4 separate regions of the Mus musculus genome follow, and all the other regions are linked to region 1. A link is a contact called in public Hi-C and HiChIP or PLAC-seq data. All regions are on one chromosome and are shown on one strand. The core of a region is the stretch at or near the end of the contact, and the rest is flanking DNA. Distances in the headings are between cores, read along the strand shown. Region 1 has its middle 8.9 kb from the start of Gm30483. Region 2 overlaps Dpy19l3 (dpy-19-like 3 (C. elegans)). Region 3 overlaps Gm38991 (a long non-coding RNA gene). Region 4 has its middle 160 kb from the start of Gm46016.

What was found. Hi-C and Micro-C count contacts between places; a contact is called where the count stands out from the background. HiChIP or PLAC-seq counts read pairs in DNA pulled down with a chosen protein or histone mark.
Region 2: a contact with region 1 is called in an H3K27ac HiChIP or PLAC-seq map of SST interneurons, with 7 times the contacts expected there. The contact joins two enhancer-like sites. A contact is called at or near these places in 2 of 15 datasets of contacts at CTCF or cohesin (pro-B cells and stem cell-derived epiblast-like cells), 9 of 484 Hi-C or Micro-C datasets (the Ba/F3 cell line, CD4 T cells, cerebellum and 4 more) and 2 of 115 datasets of contacts at active chromatin or transcription factors (SST interneurons and embryonic stem cells).
Region 3: a Hi-C map of uterus shows a contact between it and region 1, with 2.8 times the contacts expected there. The contact joins two enhancer-like sites. A contact is called at or near these places in 5 of 484 Hi-C or Micro-C datasets (the C2C12 cell line, group 2 innate lymphoid cells and uterus) and 3 of 115 datasets of contacts at active chromatin or transcription factors (SST interneurons, embryonic fibroblasts and fibro-adipogenic progenitors).
Region 4: a contact with region 1 is called in a Hi-C map of cerebral cortex, with 6 times the contacts expected there. The contact joins two enhancer-like sites. A contact is called at or near these places in 9 of 484 Hi-C or Micro-C datasets (adipose-derived mesenchymal stem cells, cerebral cortex, cortical neurons and 4 more) and 4 of 115 datasets of contacts at active chromatin or transcription factors (astrocytes, fibro-adipogenic progenitors, neural progenitor cells and 1 more).

The regions. Positions count from the first base shown.
Region 1 is chr7:37,333,868-37,339,934 of GRCm38.p6, reverse strand. It overlaps a transcript of Zfp536 not described here. Among named protein-coding and RNA genes, the nearest start is that of Gm30483, 8.9 kb to the right of the region's middle. Within about 2 kb of position 2,899, at least 96 of the 459 cell types and tissues checked have an H3K27ac peak or open chromatin away from gene starts, as enhancers often do. A contact at or near this core is called in the C2C12 cell line, SST interneurons, cerebral cortex and 1 more, where this site is marked.
Region 2 is chr7:35,684,648-35,690,714 of GRCm38.p6, reverse strand. It overlaps Dpy19l3 (dpy-19-like 3 (C. elegans)), which reads left to right. Exons shown (of 19, transcript NM_178704.3): 19 at 1-5,215. Among named protein-coding and RNA genes, the nearest start is that of Gm42379, 27 kb to the right of the region's middle. Within about 2 kb of position 3,759, at least 50 of the 459 cell types and tissues checked have an H3K27ac peak or open chromatin away from gene starts, as enhancers often do. A contact at or near this core is called in SST interneurons and uterus, where this site is marked.
Region 3 is chr7:36,092,292-36,098,358 of GRCm38.p6, reverse strand. Gm38991 (a long non-coding RNA gene) reads right to left here. Exons shown (of 6, transcript XR_881969.1): 5 at 887-2,502. Among named protein-coding and RNA genes, the nearest start is that of Gm38991, 19 kb to the right of the region's middle. Within about 2 kb of position 2,993, at least 48 of the 459 cell types and tissues checked have an H3K27ac peak or open chromatin away from gene starts, as enhancers often do. A contact at or near this core is called in the C2C12 cell line and uterus, where this site is marked.
Region 4 is chr7:36,332,823-36,338,889 of GRCm38.p6, reverse strand. No RefSeq gene overlaps it. Among named protein-coding and RNA genes, the nearest start is that of Gm46016, 160 kb to the right of the region's middle. Within about 2 kb of position 3,844, at least 9 of the 459 cell types and tissues checked have an H3K27ac peak or open chromatin away from gene starts, as enhancers often do. A contact at or near this core is called in cerebral cortex, where this site is marked.

The DNA of each region.
Region 1 (6,067 bases), core at 1,650-4,149:
GGACAGTGACCGTAGCAGTGGCAGAAAACAAACAAACAAACCCATAGAATGTCCTTGCCTGTGATTTGAGACTAAGAAACACAGGACCGGTTTCTTTGTTGGAACCAGAAAGCAACTGGGATGCTGGGATGGCAGTGTGGCTCGCCATTTGGCATCGCGTATTAAAACAAATAAATATCTGTTTCTTTGAACTCAAGTGACATGCTCCCACCCCGGTGCATTCCAGCCAAACCTTACTTAAAGTTTGTCTCTATTGAGTTCAGATTTAAAGAGTCTACCATGAAAACTAGTGCATTCTCAGAACCTCCAGGACTCCTGATGGGTTATCTACCTGATCACCATCATCTACCAGGCTACCGGCTGCCTGGCTTTGCTGGACAGTCGAGGGTTATACATTCCTATAAGACTGAGCCCCCAAGTAGAGGCAAAAAGTCCCCCTGTCCAGAGAAGACTTGGAATATTGAGTCTCTATACTGAAGTGAGTCTGGGAACGAGGCTTCACGGAGTTAATAGTTCATATTCAGTCATATTCAGGTTCTCTCTCTCTCTCTCTCTCTCTCTCTCTCTCTCTCTCTCTCTCTCTCTCTCTCTCTCTCTCTGTGTGTGTGTGTGTGTGTCTATGTGTTCATGTGTGTATTGATGTGTCTATTTGGAAACTCTGTTAAGACATACAGGTTTCCATCTGCAGTGTCCACCCTTGTCTGGTTGTTCCTAGCAACCACGGGCATTTTTCACTGGATGCCACTAATCCCTCCTGCTGCTTTAGGGTCTTATCTTTAAAACAGGACCTGGGGGTTCATCTGTGGCCCAGGGCCATTGCCTAGTTTCAGGAGTCAGCCGCCACAACTTCCCTGAGACTCACACTGGACTCTCTCAGAACCTCAGTTTCCACTTCCAGGAAGTGGGAGGATTTGCCACGGGGGAGCCACACAAGGGTTGGGCCAGGTTAGGTAAGACAGCTGTTGTGCCCTACAAACAAAAGGCACGGAGTGCCAGTCAACCTGCTAGCCAGCCACAAACAGAAATGCTCCCCTCCTTTAGCAATGCGCGTGCTCTTCCCTGCCTTCCATTTTACTAAATCATTTCATAAGGCATTTTTCTGGAGGAACCACAGACACTAGCTAACCATTATGAGTCTTTGATGGCCCGTGGGCTCCTGAGGCTGTTTCTTAGAGTCAGAACAAGGACGGGTATCAGACAGTTTCTGGAGAGAAGGCTGAAGGTGGGCAAGAGGGCAATTTGAACAGACTAACCGTGTCTCCAACAAAACCTTGACTATTTTTCCTGAGCAGAGCCATCTGACTGGCTCTCTGGGCAGGCAGAGTTGGTTGGGATCTTTCTGTATCAAAAGGGGACCTGATCAGGAGACCTGCTCCCCCCGCCCCCCCCCCCGCCCCCGCCCCAAGCTCACAACCACACGCAGGAGACAGACTGCATCTGGGCCCCTTGTCCCAAGCAGCTGCAGCTGGGGGGAGCCACGCCTGCTGGGGTCCCAGGCCAAATGTAACCGGGAAGATGCAGATAATAAAAATCTACTTGTCACGGAGACATTCCTCAACTGTTAGCAATCAATTTGGGGGGCGAGCACAAGGGGGTGGGAAATACCGAAGGACATCAAAGAGGGTCTCACTCGCAGCTCTGCTCTGTCTCAAGGCTCTGTAATTTGGGAAGGTTCTGTGCTAAGTAATTTGTGAGCCTCCAAACACACAGGTTATTGTTTGTGGACAGATGGCACGTTGCGTTTTATCGCTTTTCCTTCTGTGGGTCCTCATACGCAGGACTAATGTGCATTCGGAAGTCTTTGTCTCCTGGCTAAAAATCTCTAATCTAAAACAGGCAATCAAGTACAGAGGCAGAGGTTTGGAGGCATAATCAGAGTTTTAAAAGCAAAGAAGAGGAGGAGGGGGGGGGGAGGCGGGAACCAAACTGCAGTCAGCACACAGATGTGTGTGTGTAGAAGCCGAGAGATGATCGGTGTGTTAAAAGTGGACAAAATTACCAGGGTTCTGAAACGCAGAAGCTGGGAGAGAGTACCCCGTCTTAGCCTTGGCCGGCACCTGGGCACCGTCTGGCATCACCGGAGTGTGGCCTCGGCTGACTTGCCCTCCAGAATCCGGGGGTCTTTGTTTCTATGTGCAGTGTGGTCATAGCCGTGGTGGGGCCTGGGAGGGCCCCTTTCTAGAAGCTTCAGCCACCCTCCCAGTTAAATCAATGTTGGTACCCAGGAAGGAACTGCGCCAGAGGAAGAAGTGCACTCCTCTTTTCTTCCTATGGAATTTTTCCCCCTTTTTTTATTCTGAAGATAGAATCACTGTTTGTAAGCATCTGAAAGTCATTAGAAGCTCCGCAGTCTGTCAGGTGTCGACGCAAGAAACTGCTGGAATCAAACGGGTGCCTGCACCCAGGGCTGGGGATTTGTCATGTGCTGATGAGGAGTTATAATAATATATGAGCAAATCACAAGCATTCTGCAAATTAATCAAATTCTTTTCCCCCCTTCTCCCTTGTCTCGGGGAGAGTGGCTTTGCAGGCAGACGTAGGTGAAGCAGCTCCCGCTCACAGATGGTCTCTCTGGCATCAGATGGAATTTATGTAACAGTAATTCTGAGTTCCTGCCAAAGTAGCAGTGAGCACACCAGGGAAGATTGTAGAAGGCGAGTCATGTGGCTCTGCTGAGGTTGTTGTGGGAAGTTTAAGGGGGGAAATCTCGAATTTTCTTTTACTGTTTTTGCCTGAAGGGCCAGAAACGGAACGCCATTCTGCCATGGGCGAAATCCGTCACATCTCTCCTTGCCGCCTGCACTGAAACGAGCGCTTCGCAGCTGTTACAACTGCTGGCGGGTGACAGAGCCCCAGACCCGATCCTCGCCCTCCCAGCTCCTTACAAGATTGAAAGGGGAATGGGTTCACAAGGTGGGCGCAGCTACACGCTAAAAGAGGCCGGCCTCTCTCGCCTACGCGCGCGCGCGCCCCTCCCCTTCGGCTTCCCCTGGCATTGAAAAAGACCTACCAGGGCTTTTTCTTTTCAAGTGTTTTATTAAATGAAGAGTCTAACAACCCTCACTTTAATTACACACGGGCTTCGTTTATAATTCCCCTGGATTTATTCAAGTAGTTGAAAACGACGGTGCTGGTGATTAAACCGATCCTGTTAGTTTAGCAGGGTGTTGGTGTGTGATGTGTGTGTCACAGGGTGCTTGTGTGTACCTGCGTGTGGGTGCTTGTTCTGCGGCCTCCCTGTGCTAATGACGCCCTTATCCTGCCTTTACAACTGCCCCTTTGGGAAATGTCATCTTGTATGGGACAAAAGGACATAGGAGCTGACTCTCTGGATCCCCTGCGTTGAGGGACCCTTTCACGCTATAGGGAGATTTTTTTTTTCCTTATGCAGAGGGAAAAATCATAGCAAGATGGCGTGGAGGAGGCTGCATTATGCAATGGAAGTCCTAGTGCTGTGGCTTTGGGTCCCTCCCGTCCCTCCCACCCCCACCCTGCCATCCTAATGTAAAGCCCTGCCCATTTGTTTTGGTTTACGTGACTACAGAGAAATAAGTGGATTAGAGAGAAACTTTTGCATGCTTCATTGCAGCTGGATGCCGACATCTGTCATTCCTCAGCCATCTTCTGGATCATGCCAGCAAGGGAGAGCAAAGTCTGACACCTTTGATTTTTAGAAAGAGCCTTTTATTAGGGGGAAGAAAAGAGAAGAAAGGAATTGTGTTTCTTTTGTGACTCCATGAGAGAGGGGTGGGGTGGGGAGATAGCTACCTTTCTGAGGGCACCATTCATTCATTCATTCATTCATTCATTCATTCATTCATTCATTCATTCACTCACTCACTCACTCATTCATAGGCGTGCCACAGTAGCAGCCAGCAGTCTGAAAGTTTATGTTTCTGTCTTTTTTCTACACCATTTTCCATTGTTCCAGAACTAGTTGCAGGGAAGGGAGCACGCTAGGAAAATGCAGATTTCAAAATATCATGTCCATACATCTCCCGTGGATGAAGGCCCCGGGGGTGAGTAACCAGCAGGCATGGATTCCTTTAAGGAATGGGGTGTCTATAATTCTCTATCACACATTCTCTGACCTCAGGACCTAGAATGGCACTGCAGCTGGCAGAAGGTGACCCCAGTTTTTAGAGAGGTGCCATCTACAGGGTTCCCCCAACACACACCCTACAGAAATCGTGCTAGTTTTGATGAGTGCTGTGTGTAAGTTGTGGATTATCACAGGTAATCTTGGAGAACAACTTCTGGTAGACTGCCTCCTTATTCACTGTATTAGAGCTGTCCCTCCCTCTGACCACTGTGTCTTTTGAATGGGATGCAGTGCACACCCTTGGCACAAGCCTCGTTACCATATTGGTCCCCCCTCCGGCACTTAAACTCTACCGCAAACCAGAAACTAGAAGGAAGAGCTGATGTGTTCATTTTCAGAGACACAATGGAAAACAGGAAGCCAGGGAACAGGCCACGACCACCCACTTGCTTGTTTCCCTGGGTGTGTACAGGAATGAGGTCCATCTGGTGCTGAGAAGGATGTAAAACCCTCACCCCTCCCTCCCACCCACTCACTGCAAGGTAAGGCTGGGCTTGTACACAGGACCTTGTGAAGCTGAGCTAAAACCATGATGCTGGCAGCGCCTGCATGGGCACACATAGTGCATTCCAGGGGTGGCTTGGGGGCGGGGTGGGGGCGCTATCTGCTGCCTCCTGGAAGATCTTGCCAGACCTTCTGACTTCTCTAGGGGAACTGGAAAACCATATTTTAGTATGAAATCTTTTGTTTGTTTGTTTTTTTGGCTGTGTGTGTGTGTGTGTGTGTGTGTGTGGTGTCACCCATTAAGAGAGGCAGCCTTGAAGAAGAGGGGAAGAAGGAAGCTGTCCAGGATCATGGGGAGGAGCAGAGAGGAGAGGAGAGCAAGGAAGAGTTTGTGAGCTCCCTGAGGCCAGAAACTGGGAAGAGAAGGTCCAAGATCTGCCTTGTTAGGGCCTCTTTCTCACTCCCACCAGGATGTTCCCAGCTCCTTAAAGTGAAGAATAAGGATTAGGCAGAGGGGACTGCTCACCCCAGGGAAGCCTCCAGCTTCCTTCTTTATCCAGCCACTTCTATGCTTAGAGCTGCTAAGGTTCCCAAGTTCCTGGGGAAGGGAGGGACCCATAATTTTGGAAGCTTTGCCAGGTAGGACATGCTCCAGTGCCTGTTTCATGCCTTTGACAAGAAAGAGGAGATGGTGGGTTGTAAGGGGGAGATGGTGTGGTGTTGTGACAGCTTCACTGGGGGCTCCGGGCACAAGAGGGGACACCATTCTAAAGTCAATGGCAGCAGTATACATCGCAGGAAGGGATGGTAAGTTAGACAGCCAGGCAAAGGAGACAAGACAAACAAGGACCTATGAATGGCCATGGTGAAGGGGTACACACAAGTGCAGATGGGGCTTCATGCTGGCAGGTGGGTATGGCTGAGAGCTCTCCCCGTTACTCTGAAGGAGCCCTTTGGCTCTGTGGTCTAAGTTGTTCTTTAGCAAGATTTACCCAGCCCAGGGCTGGCAGTTAGTGCCTCAGGAATTCCTTCCATTTGCCCAGGGGCTTAGGTATCAGAGTTGGCTCATCACCCCGAAGGCTGAGAGGCTGGTATGACTAGCAGGTGTTACAGCTGCTGATGTTAGAGTCCCTCTCATGTTTGCCTTCTGAATAGTGCCTTTATTTTGTTTAATATCTTGAAATCAATATATTAAAAAATATAAAAACAACTAAGATAGCTGTGTTTGAGTCATAGCATATATCTCTGAGTCACTTTTTCTTTTATCCTAAGTTTGTGAACCTCAAAATTGCTTAGCACAGTGTCCACACCCCCACATGCTACAGACAGCAAAGTGTCCTGACGAGTGTCCCTCTCCTGGGGTGCACGTCACCCTGAGGCCCACGTCGCCTTCGTGTGGCCTCTCTTAGCAATTCCTTCAATATTAAATGCACTTGCCCAGAGACAAACCCAGAGTCTCATTAGAGTATTATTATATTACACAGCTGAAAATCTTCAAAAAAAAAAAAAAAAAAGAAAGAA
Region 2 (6,067 bases), core at 2,510-5,009, 1.7 Mb after region 1:
AATACTGGGGTGGCAGACGGCCTGCAGGCATGTCCCGCCATCATCGGAAATGCCTCCTGCTAACGTTAGCCTTTTCTGTCCTGTCTCTGTCTTTTCTGTGAGTGTTCTTAGCCTCACAGGTGTGCCTGCCCAAGGCTGGCTAGGAACTTTGTCATTGAGGGAATTATGTGTGACCCACTGGGTGGCCTGGGAAGTGAGAGCCTCTTTGAGATCTGAAATACTTGTGATTTTCAGTGACCCTGAGCCAGCTGTGAGTGAGTGTAGTTGACAGGCCGCACAGTTCAGTCACTGACATTTCTTCACCGAGACCGCTTGGTGGCTTTTTAACAGTTTATTGTCCTGTCTTGTTAAAATTTTATAACATTTCCAGTTTACCATGCTTTCACATGTGTGAAGAAACAAATTATTTTAGGTCTTTGAACCTTAAATATTCCATTCATGCTCTAAGATGTCACACACATTTAGAGTGTGTGTTTGTTTTGATTCTGGGCACAGCAGTCAGGGTGCTACTGGGCCGGCATGGTGACACACTCTTTTAATCCCAGCACTTGAAGGCAGGGGCAGGTGAATCTCTGCGAGGTCGAGGCCAGCCTGGTCTATATAGTGAGTTCTGGGCCAGCCAGGGCTATGTAAAGAGACCCTGTCTCAAGAAAGCAAAGTGTGTCAGGGCTTATAATAGAAGTCTTTGAGGGGAATCCCTTCATGCTTTTTAATCTCTCCTGCAAGTAAAATAGTTTTGCTTCACTTCTTACTCATTTCAATTAACTGGGTTTGCAAAACTTGGTAAACTTTTTGTGTTTTTAACCTTTATATTTTTTCAGAGCCTAGAAACTTGCAAAGTCTGAGGCTGTTTTAGATGCTGTTCCATGACTCCTAGAGTTCTATGTGGCATTTCATGCTCTTTGACTTCTGGCCTCCAGTCTTCCTTCTCAGCCCTGGAGACATCGTGTCCCTCCCTACAAGGTGACCAAGTGCCACCACGCAGCAGAGAGAGGTGGTGTACCTGCTCGGAGTTTTTGATAATTGCTTTTATAATTCATTTCTAATGGTGGGGGCATGTAAAAGCTGCTGATACAGGCACATTGTCCACTTAATTAAATCAAGAGAGCTAATGAAATTAACTTTTCCCTCCCGCTCTTGCCATTTGGAAGTGATTTAAATGTTTTCTCCCCGCGCGTTAGTGTAATAAATCCCCACGAGCACACCGGCCGGAGAGCCCCGCCGGGCCGCGCCGCAGTGTGGTTGCTGCTTAAGTAGCATCCAAAACTGTGTTCCAGTGTCTCATCGGGTGTGGGGGTTTTATGTAAAACTCACTCAAATAAGACATCGACAGCTAGGTTATTAAATTAAGCCCTTAGAACTTTGGAATCCTGCCTCCTCTGGACCCCTAAATAGGGTGGGAGACCACTGCAGTTTGGGCTAACAACACAAGGAAACATGTTCACCAGTGCTAAAGGCTTAATGAGGCTGTAGTGCCTGCTGCGGCTGCCCGCACTGGTGGAGCGTTCTGGGCCAGTGCCTTACCCTTAAGGGAAAGCAAGCACAGGGATGGCACAGAGCACTGGGGCCCGGTGATGGTTACTTTGTGGGTGAGTTTGCATTTATGTTAAACATTCCTGCGTGCATTCATCTAATCACTTGGTGTTTGGTGTCTTGTGATCCAAGAGCCGTGGACTTAAACTTGGATGCACATCCTTACTGTGGTAACATCCATGCTAGTTAGTGCTCCGTCTCCACCGCACCATTGCTGCCAAACCACGATGAGAAGTGCCAAAAACCAGTCTTCCCCACAGGCGCTCTCCCCGAGACACTGTGATATGTACAGGACATTGTTAGAGCAAATTTTTTTCTTTAAAAATAAATTATATATTTAAAAAATTATTTAAATAGTTGATTAAAATAATTAGACTCTATCCATCTTATAAAATACTGCTTCAGTATTCCCCATAGCTCTGCTTACTGTCTGCAGCAACCTGGCCACAAAGTCTTGAAACTACTCCTCTAGACCCTGCCTAACTTTACATAAATCCTCAGTCTGCCTCCCTGTAGAAGGTAGCGTATCCCAGACTTTCTCTGCTGCAACATTAACCTGTGCATAAACAGCTGCATCAAACTGTAACTGCTGAGCAGTCTCCTGACCCCGCCCCTCTCCTGCTAGCATCTGAAACCTATCGGCTGTGCTTGATTGATCTCAGCAGTGTTTTGACACTGCTCAGCAAATTCTGATTTCCATAATAAAAAATCTACTCCGGCAAACAAGCACACCCTTGCCAGTTGTTACCAATCCCCAGGAGGGAGGGCCTCGGTGGACCATTTACGCGTAGCCTGCGTAAATGGGACTGTGCCCATACTGTGCACAAGCAGTTTTTAATTCCTTTAACTGTTTAAACGGAAGAGGCTGATAAACTCTGACTCCATTACCTTGTTCTATAACTGATAATATAGACTGAAATCTCTGGACATCAGCTCTTCTTCTGGTAGCCTCTTTCAGGGTCAGATGGCTTTCTCACCAGTGCTGCAACTCCACCTCAGAAGGAGGGTCCAGTCCAGCTTCGACACATGGGGTTTTACTGGCTCTCAGCTTAGGAATCCACTCTGATGGTCCCAAGATTTCCCCTTGAGCTTGGCAAGCCTGTAATTTCTGCACTTGCACAGACAGCAAAGTAAAAGCATTTTGCAGCTGTTGGATTTTCTCTGTAACTAACTTGTCCTTGAAAGGAATCTTGAGTTCTTCAGAGGCAATAAGTGGCAAAGAATTCTCCTCCCTATGATATTTAGCCGCTTCCTCTTCCAGCTGCTCAGTCGTTATCATCGTCTCCTCCTCCGGGCATGGTGGCTCAGACACTGCTTCAGTATTCAGAGGCCAGACTGCAAGAGCAGGCACCTTGGCTTTGCCAGAGCATCCTGGATGGGTGCTGCTTCCCTGTAACCCATTTTTGATCCCAGCGGCGGTGCCTCCTCAATGCCTGCCCCAAATGTTCTGGGTTCCCAAATGAAAGACAGGCACAGCCTTTATGTTTTGGTAATGCCTAAAACAGATCAATGACTAGGCCACTTCCTAAGCTCCACATGGCTCATCCACCTCCCTCTGATATTCCCAAGTTATTTCTTACTAAATCCTATATTCCATCTTTGCTGCTGTAAGGCAACCCTCATAGGGCCGCTCTCCCCGATGGCCGCTATGCTCTCTGCCCTGCACCCTCTCAGGCACGGCAGCTTCCCTCCCCCACCTCTCCTGCCATTGCGGATCTCCTTCCTTTCCCTCAGTCCCTCACCCGGGAATCCTAAAGGTCCCGCCTCTGTCTATCCTGCCCAGCCATTGGCTGCCGGAAACTTTATTTACCAATCAGAACCAAATGAGGGCATGGTCCCTTAGTGTCTTACACGTGGATTCTAGTACAAACCCAAAATAACCTGATACACGGAGCCACAGCTAGATTTACTGTACCTTCCTCAGGAAACCAAGGACAACCCCCCCCCCACAAAAGCTAAGAAGTCAGGTGGTTGCCGTTGCCCTTCTTTAGCCCCACGAGTGTGGAGCAGTTTCTTAAGCATTTGTATAGAAAGCATAGGGCCGTTTCCATTTCCCATTTTTGTTTCTTTTTTCTTGTGTTTTCACTTTTTTCGAGTTCCTTTACTTTTCCTGAGCGCCCTTATCTACTCCATCCTGTCTTTGCTCCTGAGAGAGTCTCACCGCACATTCGCCTTTTCTGAGCACTTGCTTTTTCTGGGGTGTCCACCACTTGATCCCCAAACTCTCAGAGCGTCCCTGTTTGAGCGCCACCTGCCGGTGGGAAGTGGAACAGTCCTCTGAGGAGGGAGTGAGGATGATCCTGGGAAAGCCGGAAAGAAGACTCAGAGACAGGAGTTAGAATTGGGAAGGCTGCAGATCACTACCACGTCAGACTTGAGTTTACGGTTCTTGGTCTTTTTATGCTTTACAGCGCGGTGGGAAACAAGGTCATATGCTAGGTTTGTTCCCATCAGGAAGCCTCCCTGCTCCTTTCTATAAATTTAACAGAACGTTCAGCCCCTCTTCCCAGGCCAGGAAACCTGCCAGCAGACGCCGACCTGCCCTGACTCTGCCTGGCAGGCCGACTTTCCCAGAAGCAGACAAATGGCTCCCGACGCTCTCGGGAACCAGATCTTTCAGCAAATAACATTTGATCGTTTTAGCTGTGGTGAGGAGTCTAGCTTATGACCTTGTCTTTGAACACACAGGAGGAAAACAGATCCACCCTTGGCCACAGCCCCCACACTGTGCAAGCAGGAGCCAGTGCCTGTAGCCCTCACTTTCTGCAGTGCGGGCCCTGGGGACTGTTGGTAATAGTGTTCAGCTGTGACTCTGGATAGAACAAGCTCGAGGCTCTGCTTCTGAGTTCCCAGAAGAACCTCCAAGTACAACAGAAGTGCTCTTAATTAACTCCACTTCTGAGTCCACGGAGCCTCGAGTCTCCAGCCCTCTTGGGAGCCGCCTGCTGCAGTCCCGCAGGTGGCCGGCCACTGCCTTGTGTTTCCACTCCTGATACCGAGCTCCAGTCAGTGGTAGCCCACCTCAGATGTCTGGGTGCACCTTCTGCTGCTGATTGTGAGTTTAGAGCCCCAACCACAAAAGGGCCAAGGGTGTGGCTTGAGAGTATAATGTTTGCCTGGTGTTCCTAGCACTTCAGCAGACAGACAGAAAAAGAGATAATTATGCAGAAATTGAAATCAAATGCTTTACAAGGTGGGTTGCTCATCAAAATTGCTTTTAAATTTAACTTGATCATGTCTGCAGAGATGGTTCAGTGTGTATATCACTTGTATAGCTTGGGTCTCAGCACCCACGTCTGTCAGCTCACAACTGCCTATAGCTCTGGCTCCAAGGGACCCACCCAATGCCTTCGTCGTATACAGACAAATAATGAAAAATAAAAGGAAGTCCTTTACTTTTAAATAAAAATTTGATCAGAAAAATTATTAGGTACTGGAGGGATTAAAATGAAGATGAGTGAGCTTAAATTCCTTCATACAAGTATCTATGTGCCCATCCCACCTCTAACATCTAAGCTGGAAGCTGGGCAGGTGGCTCAGAGAGGTAGAGAGCTGGTCTGTTATCAGGTAGGGGCATTGCCTGTTTGTGGCATCTGTTGGGGAAAACCTTACAAAGAGCATTTATAATTTGTTGTACTGAATTAGGTGGAGATTATATACTAGATAAAGCTCTTTTCAATAATCTGTGGTGTCCTCTGTTGCTTTGAAGGTCAAATTGGAGGAGGTAGAGATCTCTGCTAATAAGTCCTGTTCTGTTACGCATGCTCTCTCGCGCTCGCTCTCTTTCTCTCCCCCTCCCTCTCCCTGCGTCCCTCCATCCGTCAGTCTGCTTCCCCTCTCTCTGTCCTCTCCCCTCCCCTCCTCTCCTCCCTCCCCTCCCCCATATCTGGCTTTGTAGCCCAAGCTATCCTCAAACTTGGGATTCTTCTGCTTCAGCCTTCCAAAACCTGCGACTACGGGACTGTAGCACCATACCTAGTTGTATAAAAACATTCTTAAAGATGTATTTTATGTGTAAGGGGGTTGTGCCTACATGTGTGTTTTTATACTCTGTGGTTGCCCGTAGAAGTGGGATCAGATCCCCTGGAATTGAGCATTCATGTGGGTGATGGGAAGCAAACCCTGCTCCTCAGGAAAAACAGCCAGAGCTCTTAACTGTGTGTGTGTGTGAGTGTGTGGAGTGTGTGTGTGAGTGTGTGGAGTGTGTGTGTGTGTGTGTGAGTGTGTGTGAGTGTGTATGTGTGTGTGTGAGTGTGTGTGTGTGTGGAGTGTGTGTGTGTGAGTGTGTATGTGTGTGTGAGTGTGTGGAGTGTGTGTGTGAGTGTGTGGAGTATGTGTGTATGTGTGTGTGGAGTGTGTGTGTGTGTAATATGTGTGTGAGTGTGTGGAATGTGTGCATGTATGTGTGAGTGTGTGGAGTGTGTGTGTGTGTGGAATGTGTGTGTGTATGTGGAATGTGTGCGTGCATGTGTGAGTGTGTGGAGTGTGTGTGTGTGAGTGTGTGGAGTGTGTGTGTGTATATGTATATGTGTGT
Region 3 (6,067 bases), core at 1,744-4,243, 1.2 Mb after region 1:
GAGTAGATGGTTCTGAGTTGTGTGGGGAAAGAAATCCAAGCTGAGCAAGCATAAAGAACAAACCAGTAAGTAGTGTTCTCCACAGTTCCGCTTCTGCCCCTGCCTTGAGTTCCTGTCCTGGTTTCCTTCAACGATGAACTATGGCCTATCAGCCCATTTCCACAGTTCCGCTTCTGCCCCTGCCTTGAGTTCCTGTCCTGGTTTCCTTCAACGATGAACTGTGGCCTATCAGCCCAATAAACCCTTAGACCTTTTCCACTACCAAGTTGGCTTTGGTCAGCATTTTATCACAGTGACAGAAGTCAAGCTAAGACAGCAAACTCTGGGTACCCATTGGCAGACAAGCAGATGAGGAAAATAAGCTACAGGGAACACACAAGACTTCACTCAGCTACAAAGAAGAATAAAAGCACAACATTTCAATGGAATTGGAGATCCAGGAAGAAGACAAAGGTGGTGTGCTTTGATAGTGTGTGCAGCAAACGCTGTAAGTGTCTAGATGTGTGTGTATTCTATGGGTTTCTGCATGTGTCTTCTTCTGTATGTGTGTCTGGTGTATTTCTGTGTGTGTCTCTCTGTGTGTATATGTGTGTGTGTGTGGGGGGGGTCTGAATGTGTCTGTGCACGTCTCTGTGTCTTTATACTTATGTGTGTATCTGTGTGCAGGACAATGTACTGGGTAATATAAACAAACTACATGATATACTTGAATTAAAATGGCATTATGAAACTCATCACTTTGTTCAATATAAGGTGCTAATAAAAAAAACCACTTAAAAAGAGGAAGTGGGTGATTAGGAGACAAAGTCAGCCTGAAAGACTTAGTTGCAGTCATTTGAAATTGGAGTGAAAGGAGAGCTTGCTCATGAAGGGAAAGGGTACCTACCTCAAGCAATGAATTGCATCCTTCACAGCATGCATGCCTTGGAGTCTCGGGTATCTCTCTGTTGCTCACATTCTAGTGCATGTAGCAAAAGAGCTGTCCTGCAAGCATGCACCAGAGAGTTTATAGCCCAGAGCAGACTCCAACAGTGGCACATGGGGGTTGGTGGGTAAGTACAAAAGCAATGCATTCCTCGGGTAGAATGATTCGCCCTGGTCTACCCTGCCCCCAAGAGTCCTCAGCTGTCCAAGAAAGAGCTGTCCATCAATTTCTTTCTCTTCCCAAGCTAGATGAAAACTAGATCCTAATGACTGCCTGGCTTAGTCAGGCTTTGGGCTCTCTAGTAAAATAGGACCAATGTAAAATACACTCTCAATACATGTCTACGGAATATTCAGCCTCAAATGGGACATCTATATCACACACACATGGCGGGGGGCATATATTGTGCTCACACAGGAATCATTGCAGAAGAGAAGATGAAAAGATGGTAGAAAGCCAGAGGTCTGGGAGGACACTGCAAAACAGAGTGGACTGCTACACCCCTGAACTCACAGAGCCCGTGATTGCCTTCGAAAGACCCACATGAGGTCATGACCAAGCCAGCCAATATTCTAGCGTGAATCAGAATGGGCTCAGGATCCTCCACTCCCAGCTTGGGAGCTGGTGAGAGTTGATGGCTCCTGGATCATAACTCCAGGAAATAACTCTACACTCTGCTACTGCAATGGGGTTTGCTTCTGGGGAGCCCTTGCCTAAAGACATTGCAATTTTGAAAATAAATGCAAAGATGTAAATTGTCAGTCTTTTCTCAAAAGCCCAATGGCCCACGAAATAGGTTGGCCCACAGTTTGGGGTTGGCTCTAGCACAGGTGCTAGAGTTTAAGGCCTGGCACTTGACCTCTTGGACACTGTTAGCACAGATGTTCGCAGAGACATCCATCATTCAGAAAGACTTCAACTTTCCTACAAGTGACACAGATACCGGAGTCATCTTGTCACAGAGGTCACTCTCCATTCCTTCCAGAACCTCACCCTGCCTCCTAAAAGGCCAGTCACACCTTGCATGGATAGACTTCTCTGAGCCGCATCCTGAGGCCAAAAGCAGCTGTGATTCCATTTCAAAATGGCCCCTTTATCCAAGGCCCGAGATGAGGTTCATGAACAGAAAACACATCTGTTGACATTCTTAAAAACATACAATCATATTCCACATAGCAAGACAGGACTGGGTGACTCATTGAAGTCATAAAGACTGCAAATCGCAGCGTTGGTGTCTTTGAGTAGAAGTTACCAGAAGATCTGCATTTGATTGTCTCAAAAACCGTAGGCAGTCATTTGACGTGTCGTGAGATCCGAATCGGCTAAGGTTGAAGATGATCCTCTTCGTGTTTCATTAGCAGATATCAGGTTAATAAAAAGTTTAAAAGTTGACTGCTATCCCCCCACTACTCCCGAGATTTATGAGACCTCCTCTGTGGGGCCGCACTGGGAATGGCAGCCGACACTCTTATTTCTTCAGAGCACACTCTGTCATCTCCCTCTGTGGTCCCCAAAGTCTGCCAATTAAAGACCTCCGAGATGACATTCCACTGCTGAAGTTATGCACACATAAATCACTGTAATAAGAGAAGATTGTTATGTTAACCTCCGCCTCACAACCCTTCTCTTTTTGTGAGAAATATGCAAAACATTCATTTGTCTGGCACCAAAGAAGCAATTTCCCAGCAGATGCCTGGGAGGCCCATGGGATGTTACCCCTTCCTGTGGTTACGTAGGCGGTGCCTGGTGCACCAGCAGGCATTACTCAACTCCAAACACAGAGCAATGAGGCCATAAACCAGGCGGCATTACGTCAGCGACAGGATGCTCTGAAATAAATGGGGAGCTGCTTCGATCTAGAGGAACATTTTTCCATGTTTAACCAAGCAAAACTGGAGTCACTACTGAGCACACAGCTTCAAAGGTCAACGCATAAGGAGACCAGTTCTGGAGAGGGGGGACAAGTGCTTTGTTCGGTCACGGAAGCAAGCCCCAAGGAAGCTCGAGTTTCACTGTCAGAGTGTGTGGCCAGTGTGCAGTGAGTGTGACTTAAAAGATTATCTACTGGGTGTTAGAGAGACTGGGGTTGGGGAGGGGTGAGGCCCTGGGAGCTGGGAACTATAACAGCTGCGGCTGGAAACTCAAGGTGGTTGCTTCCTGTGAGGTCTTTGCACACCACCGTGGGCTGGGTTCAGAATCCCTTAGAGCAGTGGTTTTCAATCTATGGGTCTTGACACCTTTAGAGGTCGAAAGACCCATATATAGGGGTCCCATGCCATATGTCCTACATATTGGGTATTTATACTGTGATTCATAAGTGTAGCAAAATCACTGTTATGAAATAGCAAAGAACATAATTGTATAGTTGAGGGGGTCACCACAAGAGAAGGAACTGTATTAAAGGATCACACCATTGAGAAAGTTGAGAACCACTGCCCTAGCGATTTGACCATAACCACAAAAAGAAAGAAAACAGAAAGATAATTCTTCAACAACAGAACAAATATTAATAATGCCCTAATTACTTATATCTACATGTTCACTTTAGGAATCCATATTAATTGAAAGATGGGGGAATGGAAAGTCTAGTCATGAACTAAACTATACTTCCTCTCTACCCAACCATCCAAGATTAGCTAACCCAAGGCCATGATGCCTCAACTAATGAGTAGGGGTAACCTGCCATTCATATGTGATTCACTAGTTTTCTTCGGATGTCCAAGAGAACCCACTATTTTGGTTAAAAGACCTTGTATCAGTTATTTCTTTGTCACTGTGAACAAATACCTGAGAGACACAATAGAAAGGGAAAAAAACATTTTAACTTGTAGTTACAGACAGATTTTAGGTCAATGTGTTGGAGAAGGCAGAGAGGTAGACCAGAAAGCCGAAACTATAGATGAAAAATTGAAGTATGTATGGCTATCAGGGGCCTAGTCTACTGTCCTACTTCCACCAGCTACATCCCACCTCAGAAAGGCTCCACAGCCTTCAGAACAACATGACCAATCAGAGACTGGGTATTCAAAACATAAACTTGAGGGGTACATTTCAGACTTAAACCATACGAGACACCCTAAAGGCCTAATGTTCAAACCAAGTACATGCATCTTTGTAAGGCAAGCCAGACACTGAAAAATCAGACAGAACAAAATCCTTGGTGCTGGGTGTTCGCTCTCAAATCAGGTTGATCTAAAGGAATAAAATAGTTCTAGAAAGAAAATTATCTGTGCCCCCCCCCACCATGTTTTGAAGGACTTGGTGGGGTAGCGATAGAATACGCATTCTATAATTCTTTATTGTAGTCAGACAGAAACCTCAATCTCATTCATCCCAGAATACTCCTTGCTTTGGGGCTGGTAGTATATGTGATAATGAGGCTATTAAAAATGTCTGATTGCAGCCCGGCGTGGTGGCGGCAGAGGCAGGCAGATTTCTGAGTTTGAGGCCAGCCTGGTCTACAAAGTGAGATCCAGGATAGCCAGGGCTATACAGAGAAGCCCTGTCTGAAAAAAAAAAAAGTGATTTCATACACCTGATTCTGCCTAATTCTCTCCACATGTCATTCCTCAAATCTCTTTTCTTGCTTTGACTCCCTTTCAAAACATGAAAGCGTAACTCACCATTCTCAATAGCCTCAGGTCACCTTGGTTTGCATGGAAATTGGGCGGTTTTTGAAGGTATGCAACTCCCCAAGTCAAAAGTCATCAATCTCCTCTATAGTCTAGGCTGGCCTTCTATTTGGAATAGAAATAGCCTCCACCTCCAGCATAGCTGGGATTGTAAGCCTTCTCTATTAAGCCTAGTCCAGAGGTATCCTTTAAGTGAACGTTTAGAACTTAGTTGGAGTGCATGAGTTAGACATGGCTGACACCTTTGCAGGGCATGTTCACAGGCAATAAAGAAAAGTTCCTGCTAGGTGTTTGAGCAGAAACGAGTCCAGATATCTAGGATTGGCAAGAACAACTTCCACTTCATACTGAGGTCAAAAGGTGGCAGAAGCTATTGCACAGAGCATGAGATGTTAAGGATTTGAGAGCTGGTTTTTCAAAGGGGCAGAGTACACAGACGCAGCAATATATACAGTTTTCACCAGTTAGCCCCACACCCCGGTGAGAATCACTACTTATCAGAGCATCCAGCATGGAGCAGCACCTTGTCCCTGGCGAATGCTGCCAGAGCTCTCACTCAGTGTGGTCCGTTTATTTATTTATTTTTATTTTTTAAGCACGAGTGTGTGTGTGTGTGTGTGTGTGTATGGCCATGCACCCCTATGCGTTCACGCAGGCATGTACATGCAAGAAAAGTCAGAACATAAGATTCCCAAGAGCTAGAGTTGTAGACAATTGTGAGCTGCCCAACTGAGGTGCTGAGAAATTGGCTCCTCTGCAAACACCATGTGTGCGTAATCTCTGCAGTTCATGCATGTGTAATCTCTGCAGTCCGTGTGTGTGTAATCTCCACAGTCCATGCATGTACAGTCTTTGCAGCCCATGCATATGTCATCTCTCCAGCCTGTGGTCCTTTTAGCTAAAATGTTGTATTAGTTACTTTTCTGTTGCTGTGGTCAATACCATTTCCAAAAGCAACTTAAGACAGAAAGAGTCTTTGAGGATGGGGGAGCATGGCATGGCTGCAGGAGCAGGATGCATCCCCACACATAAGCACAGAGAGAGCAGGAAGTCGGGCAAGACTATCAACCTTCAAAGCCCACTCCCAGTGGCACACTTCCGCCAGCAGGGCTCCCCCTTCCACCAAAGTTTCCCACAAAACAGTGTCACCAAGTGTGATCCAAGTTTTCAAGTGCATGAGTCTATGGAGGACATTTCTCATTCAGACCACCATGAAAATACGGGACCAACAAATAGTATAGAATCAGATCATTACATCTTGAAATACTCTTGGCAGACCAAAAACAATATTGTAGGAGGTTTCTTTTTCAGGCTTAAGAGTTCTGAAGAGCATCAGGACCAGGACCTTTTTAAATACGCTGAATGTGATGAAGTCCCATAGCTTCACTCATCCACCCCTGGGCTTTCCAAGGCACTATTCTAATCTTCCACAGGGCATTATGTGTGTGAACTGTGCTAGAAGGGTCTCAGTTAAATCACTGGAAATGTTTTATGCTTTAAGGTGATAGTA
Region 4 (6,067 bases), core at 2,595-5,094, 1.0 Mb after region 1:
TAGCTCATGCAGCCAAATCTGACCTCAAACTTACTGTGTAGCTAAGAATGACCCTCAGTCCTTCTGCCCCCACTTTCCAAGTGTTGGGATTTACAGGCAGGCCATGGCAGCTGGCATATAGTTTGACTCTTCAGCATTTCCCAAAGTCTTTCTGTTAAAGGGTCAGTGCCCATGTGGCACTATTAGGTGAGACCACAGGAGGTGGGTCTCTCCTTTTCTTTGCTGTGGTTTCCTGGTTGGCTCAGAATGGAGCAGTTTAGAACCCATGGAAGAGAGGTCTCAAAGCAATGGGGTCATCTAAGCAGGACAATGGGATTATATTATCAGGACAATGAGAACATATGACTATGCAATGATATCAACTAATTAAAACAAAGCGATCATCTGATCAAGAAATTGGCATTATATGACCAGGCAATGGTATCACATGATCAGAAAAATGGCATCCTATGATCAGGACAATGGCATCATATGACTAGGCAAGAGCATCATCAGATCAGAACAATGACATCATATGATCCGGACAATGGGATCATCTGATTACAATCTAAAACCTCTTCCAAAGCCAAGAGCCAAAATAAATCCTTCTCATAATTTGACTCAGATACTTGTCATAGTCACAGAAAGCAGAGTAGTAATTCACGGGCCTGTCCCACAGTTGCCAAGTTTTCTGTTGCTCATGGTTCAGCGGTCACAGGTCACCTCTCAGTGGCTCTTTAGCTTCTGAGCTGGAGGGAGGCAGCATCATAGTGAAGAGAGACAGTGGAGGAATGGAGACACTCACCACATAGTGACCAGGAAGCAGGAAGAGCAAGGGGAGAAGAAACCCTCCTAAGTGACCCACTTCCCCCCACTAGACCCCAGTGATGAAGTCAGAGCTACCACAGGGGAATCACTCTCGATGGCAGGATGTACCAGATGAGGATGAAGTCTCCATCAGATAAGCCTTTTGGGGGGGGGGAACATGTATATACAAGTTTTAACAGGGCTCTCTCCATCTCAACAAACTTAAGACAGTCCCCCCTACACACATACTCAGGCTCTGCTCAACCAAAACTGGAATTAGAAAATTCATGACCCACGGATTTCTTTTCTTTTGCCATGAATTTTCCTGAGGACTCTAATCCACACTGACATCCTCCAGGCCTGAATTATTTAGGGCATGACTAATAATAATAATTTATAAACAGCTCTCTTCAAGTGTCTGTCACAGCGGTTTTAGGCAGACAGTATGGCATCCATTTTGTGAAGAAGGAAACTGAAGGACAGGGCATTTGGATTACGTATCCAAACTTCAGAGTGAATAAGCCTTCTAATAATGCGGGTTGGGCTAAACTCAAAATGTTTGCCTTCAGTGATTTCATAACTACTGTTGGAACCAACATTAAAACATTAATAACTTCTTTTTTAAAATATCTATTTTAGTTTACATTATGTGCATGAGCCTTTTGCCCGCCTGTATGCATGCATTTATGTATGCATGTATGCAAGTAAGTATGCATGCAAGTATGTACGTATACATGTATGCATATGTGTATACATGTATGCATGTATGTATGCAAGTATATATGCATGCATGTGTGCATGCATGTATGTATGTACACCATATGAGTGTGGTGCCCATGAGATCAGAAGAGCACATGAGATACTCTGGACTTGGAAGTACAGGCAGGTGTGAAATGCAGTGTGGGTGTCCGGAACCAATCTGGGTCTTCTGCAAGAAGAGGAAGGGCCCTTGACCATTGAGCCGCCTTTCCATCTCCCATTAATTATTTCTAGTTAATTCCTGGAAGTAGGAATCAGGTGGAGGAAATATCGTGCCTCCTCATCTGTGGCCACCATGAAGATGTGTTTAATGGAGCCTGCTTGTTATCCTCATCAGAATTAGTAGTCTTCAGTCGGTGAAGGAAGAATATAGACAAGAAAAAAACCTCTAGATAGGAAACAAGAAGCCAGGAGATCCCTCGCCTCCTTCTCGCTCACGACCATGCCCAGGTGGAAATCACAAGGACACAAAGGTGTGACTAGAAGTGAAGAAATGGGTGTGTGCTCATTTTCCAACTAAATGACTCTCAGTGTCGCAGTAATGTTTGATGTTCTGTTGTTACCTGGGATCTTTCAGAGGTCTGGAAGAAACACGGAACCTGTCCAGTCCAATGGGACATGAAATGTCTTCCCTTTATCTAGGCACAATGCACACCTGAGACTAAGAAATAAACAAACAAACAAAAACGAATCATGAATTCAAGGCCAGCCTGAGCTACAATGAAGAGATGCTACCTCAAAGAATCAAAGCCAAAGCCATAAAAGAGCTTCTCTCTTGCAGGTATTATAGTACACAAATCATAGAAATTCCCTATACTCATGAACTGCCCTTTACAGCCCATGAAGTAGATTCTCGCATATCTTGTTGTAACATTAGCATATCCCAAGTCTAGACACGCCCCTCGATAAACTACAGAGCTTCGCAGGCTAAGTACTCACCGTTCAAACTTGATTTTCAGAGATCTCAGTCCACACTGGCCATTTCAACCTGAGGAATACAGAGGGATGGATGTAGTGTATAGGTCTGATCTACCATACTATGACCTCCCCAGTGACTGGCTGCATCTAGAGAGTCAGAACTTAACCACAAGCCGCCCAGAGCTGTCAGTCCACATCCAGTGTTGCCATCCTGCTTTGGTGCCCCTGTGTAACTAGAATTCCTGGAAGATGGAGACAATTCTTTGCGCCTTGTCTGTGTTCCCCAAACATGTCCAAAGCTATTCTGGAGATGTAACACCCCTCAAATTTCAGTAATATTCTCCCTCTTAAAGAGAGTCTTTCTGCCTGTTGAGCCCACACCAAGCAGGCTCATCTCCAGTAAGGCACAGCAGCCGGCAACCATAGACACCATGAAGAAATATGGAGTCTGAGACCATCAGCTGAGAGTCACGGAACTGATTCCTCTATCCACACCACCCACTTATCATTTCACTTCCTTCCTTGAACTTGGGACATGGTTCAGTCACAGGGATCAGAGTTCGTCCATGCTTCTGTCCATGGGCTTTGGATAGATTCCGGTGGCCATGGGAATCCCCTCTCGGTCCCAAGACGGTTATTGCCACCCCCGACCTCTCCATCGGAAGCATCAACCATCAACCTTTTAGACCGATGCCAGGATTTAGCCACATAAAATACCTTTGCTTAGCAACCTCTCATGGTGTGATATGGGTGAAACCAAGCTGTATGGCTGTGATTGCAAAGAGCAATGGGGCAGGGTTAAGAACCTGACCCAAACATGCAGCCTGTCCCAACACAAGCCCAGAGGCAAGCTCAAAGAGTCTCTACTCCCACTTCCTGACCTAACCACTAGACTGGGCTCCTACCGCTTTACGAAAATGATTTGTTTTTAATTAAAATAGGAGCATAAATTATTTTTATCCTTATATTATTGGGTGGTAAGTGAATTCACAGTAACTCGTTGGATTTTTTTTTAAATCTATTTTAAATATAAACACACTGCCATATTTTCTGTGGGTTTGAAAGCTTATGTTAAGTTTGCAAATAAGTCAACTTCACAAAGATAACATCTTTCCTTAAAAAACGTGTTGCAATCTAACGGCATGCAACTGAAAATTAACATCTTATTAAGAAAAATGCATGAATCCTCCCTGTGTTGCAAAGGTCCAGAGGAGGTTGGGGTCCTCGCCTTCCTCTGGGACCAGAATCACTCACTAGGCAAGCTATACCCTGACGCCGTCTCCTTCATTCCAGTTATTCTCTGCAGCCCAAACATGCCTCCCATGCCACAGAAAACTGCTGTTTTATTCTGGGTTGTGCTTAACTCTCTTTTTGAGTCCACCTCCTTACACATCTGACAGATGCAGCATTCACAAGGGAGCCTGAATCAGTCTGGTCCACCCTGAAAAGGTGCTGTCTGTGGCAGCTGCGTATGACCGCCCTGTGATTCTCAGCCCTGTTGTCTGTCTCTGTCTGTGCTTGGGAGGATCCAGGTAAACCTCTGTGAGAATTTTAATAACCAGACCTCAGGTGGCCATCACAACAGCCTCTCGGTGACGGGGACATAGCACAGGGCTCCTAACCCATTACAAGGAAAATAAAAGCCCAAGGCCACAAAGGGCTGAGAATCATTTGGAGACATAATGAGAGTTATCTGTGCACAGGTCCCCAGGCAAATCTTTCTATTCTTGTTCCCTCTCTGTCCTCTTCTCTAAAGAGTAGCTTAGGAGCCCAGCAGACTAACCCAGAGCCCCAGCTCTTTCTCCTGTCCCTGTGTGACAAATGCTTGCAGCCCCACACTGACTTGCAGCAGGGCATGGGGTGAAGAGGGCGGGGTCTCCAGGTATGCCACACACAAGCCTGTTTTTACTCTGCCCCCAGGCCCACGGGTCTTCAGACACCTCACCAAAATAAAAAATACTCTCATAAATTCAAAAAGGGGAAAGCTGTCAAAACCTGCATGAGTTGTTTAAATACCATGAATAAGAACAAGCAACAATAGGGACATCAATGAAGATGTGTCTCCTTCAGACTTGGCCACGTGCCACCCGATGCAAGTTCCCCCACCAAGCACTGCTGCTAGGGAGGGAGTGGAGCTCACCCACCTCTTCTCCACAGCCCCTCCCCAGGAAAGAATTTCTGACAAGCCACTCAGCTAGCATTCCCCACCCCATCTCCTTTCATTTGCATCCTCATTAGAATAATACGATTTCACAAAGTAGGTGGGGGTGTGAGCCGGCACCATTTGGAAGAGGAAATGTTGAACTTCAGACTCCATGGCAGGAACAGTCCCACGGGGAGCCAGCTCAGGTCTGGCACACACTGCACCTTCCACACTCAGCCGGAGCTTGGAAGGACATTATAACTAGGACCATATGAGGAGCTTCAGCGTTGACCCAAACCAGAAGAGGGCCTATTTGCTTTTGTTTTCCAAAGGGACCTTGGCATCAGAAGAAGGGTTAAAAGAACATGTTTTCACAGAGGATGGGAAAATGTTGCCTTTTGCTTGGTTTTCTTAAAGATGCTGGCGCTTGGCTGAGAACTACCACATGCCAACTTTTGGAAGTCAGTCCAGAGTGGAGTCGGACTCTATAGCCAGTGTTTTCAGGGTGCCTGCTGTTGGTTTCTGTTATGTTTTATCTGTCGTTTGTTTTTAGAGTGTGCATCTATTGAATAATACCTTGTAAATATTTCTGGTCACTTGAAAGCACAGGATAAATAAGGCAAAGTGAGTTTCCCTTGCATCTCAAGCTGGTTTAGATTTGTCTACTCCGGGTGGGTGGGTAGAGTTTCTTTTATTTCTTAAAAACCTGGAAAACCCTATGAAGCCACCCCACCCCACCCTACCCCCACCCCACCCCACCCCCCCAAAAATCCCTCAGCATATTTTCTTGTAATTGCTTAACTGGTTTCTACGTCAAGGGAGGCGGCTGCTATTCACTGTAAAGACATAGAATAAACATTTCAGAACAAATTCAGGAAGGACAGACTTGGAGTTAAGGAAGCAGAGACGTGGGGCAATATGATGACTTCTGCATGATTTTGAAATGAGTTAAGCTCCACAGAAGTTCCTTCTGGCATTTTCTAGCGCATCTTGGTGAACTAGATCTCCAGAAATTAACAAGCCTAAAGGAGAGGGGGAATATGGATAAAGAAAATGGTCCCCGGTAGCATTTCGGGTTTGGGTGGGCTTGCCAGGGGCAGAAAGGGGCTGTGCTTGGGATGGTGCAGGAAAAGAAAAAGAATGTGGCCTTCTGACAGGATTGCACTCTCACCCCAGGTCCCCTGTCCCGCACGCGCTAAGGGCTTCCCCACACGGTGTGGCTCTGGTGTTTTGCTATCCTCTAAACACAGCATATTTTTGTACACAGGATAACATTTCAATTTTTCATAGAAATGGCAAATCTGCAGAAGTGGCGGCTGGCAGGAGGGAGGCTAAGCCTCTTTAGAAACTATCCTTTATGCACCCAAAGAGCGCTAGCGCAGCCCCCTTCTGCATGGGCATCTGTCACTCACACAGAAGCAGCCCTCTTGGAACTAACACAAATAGCTCCATACTCCCTGC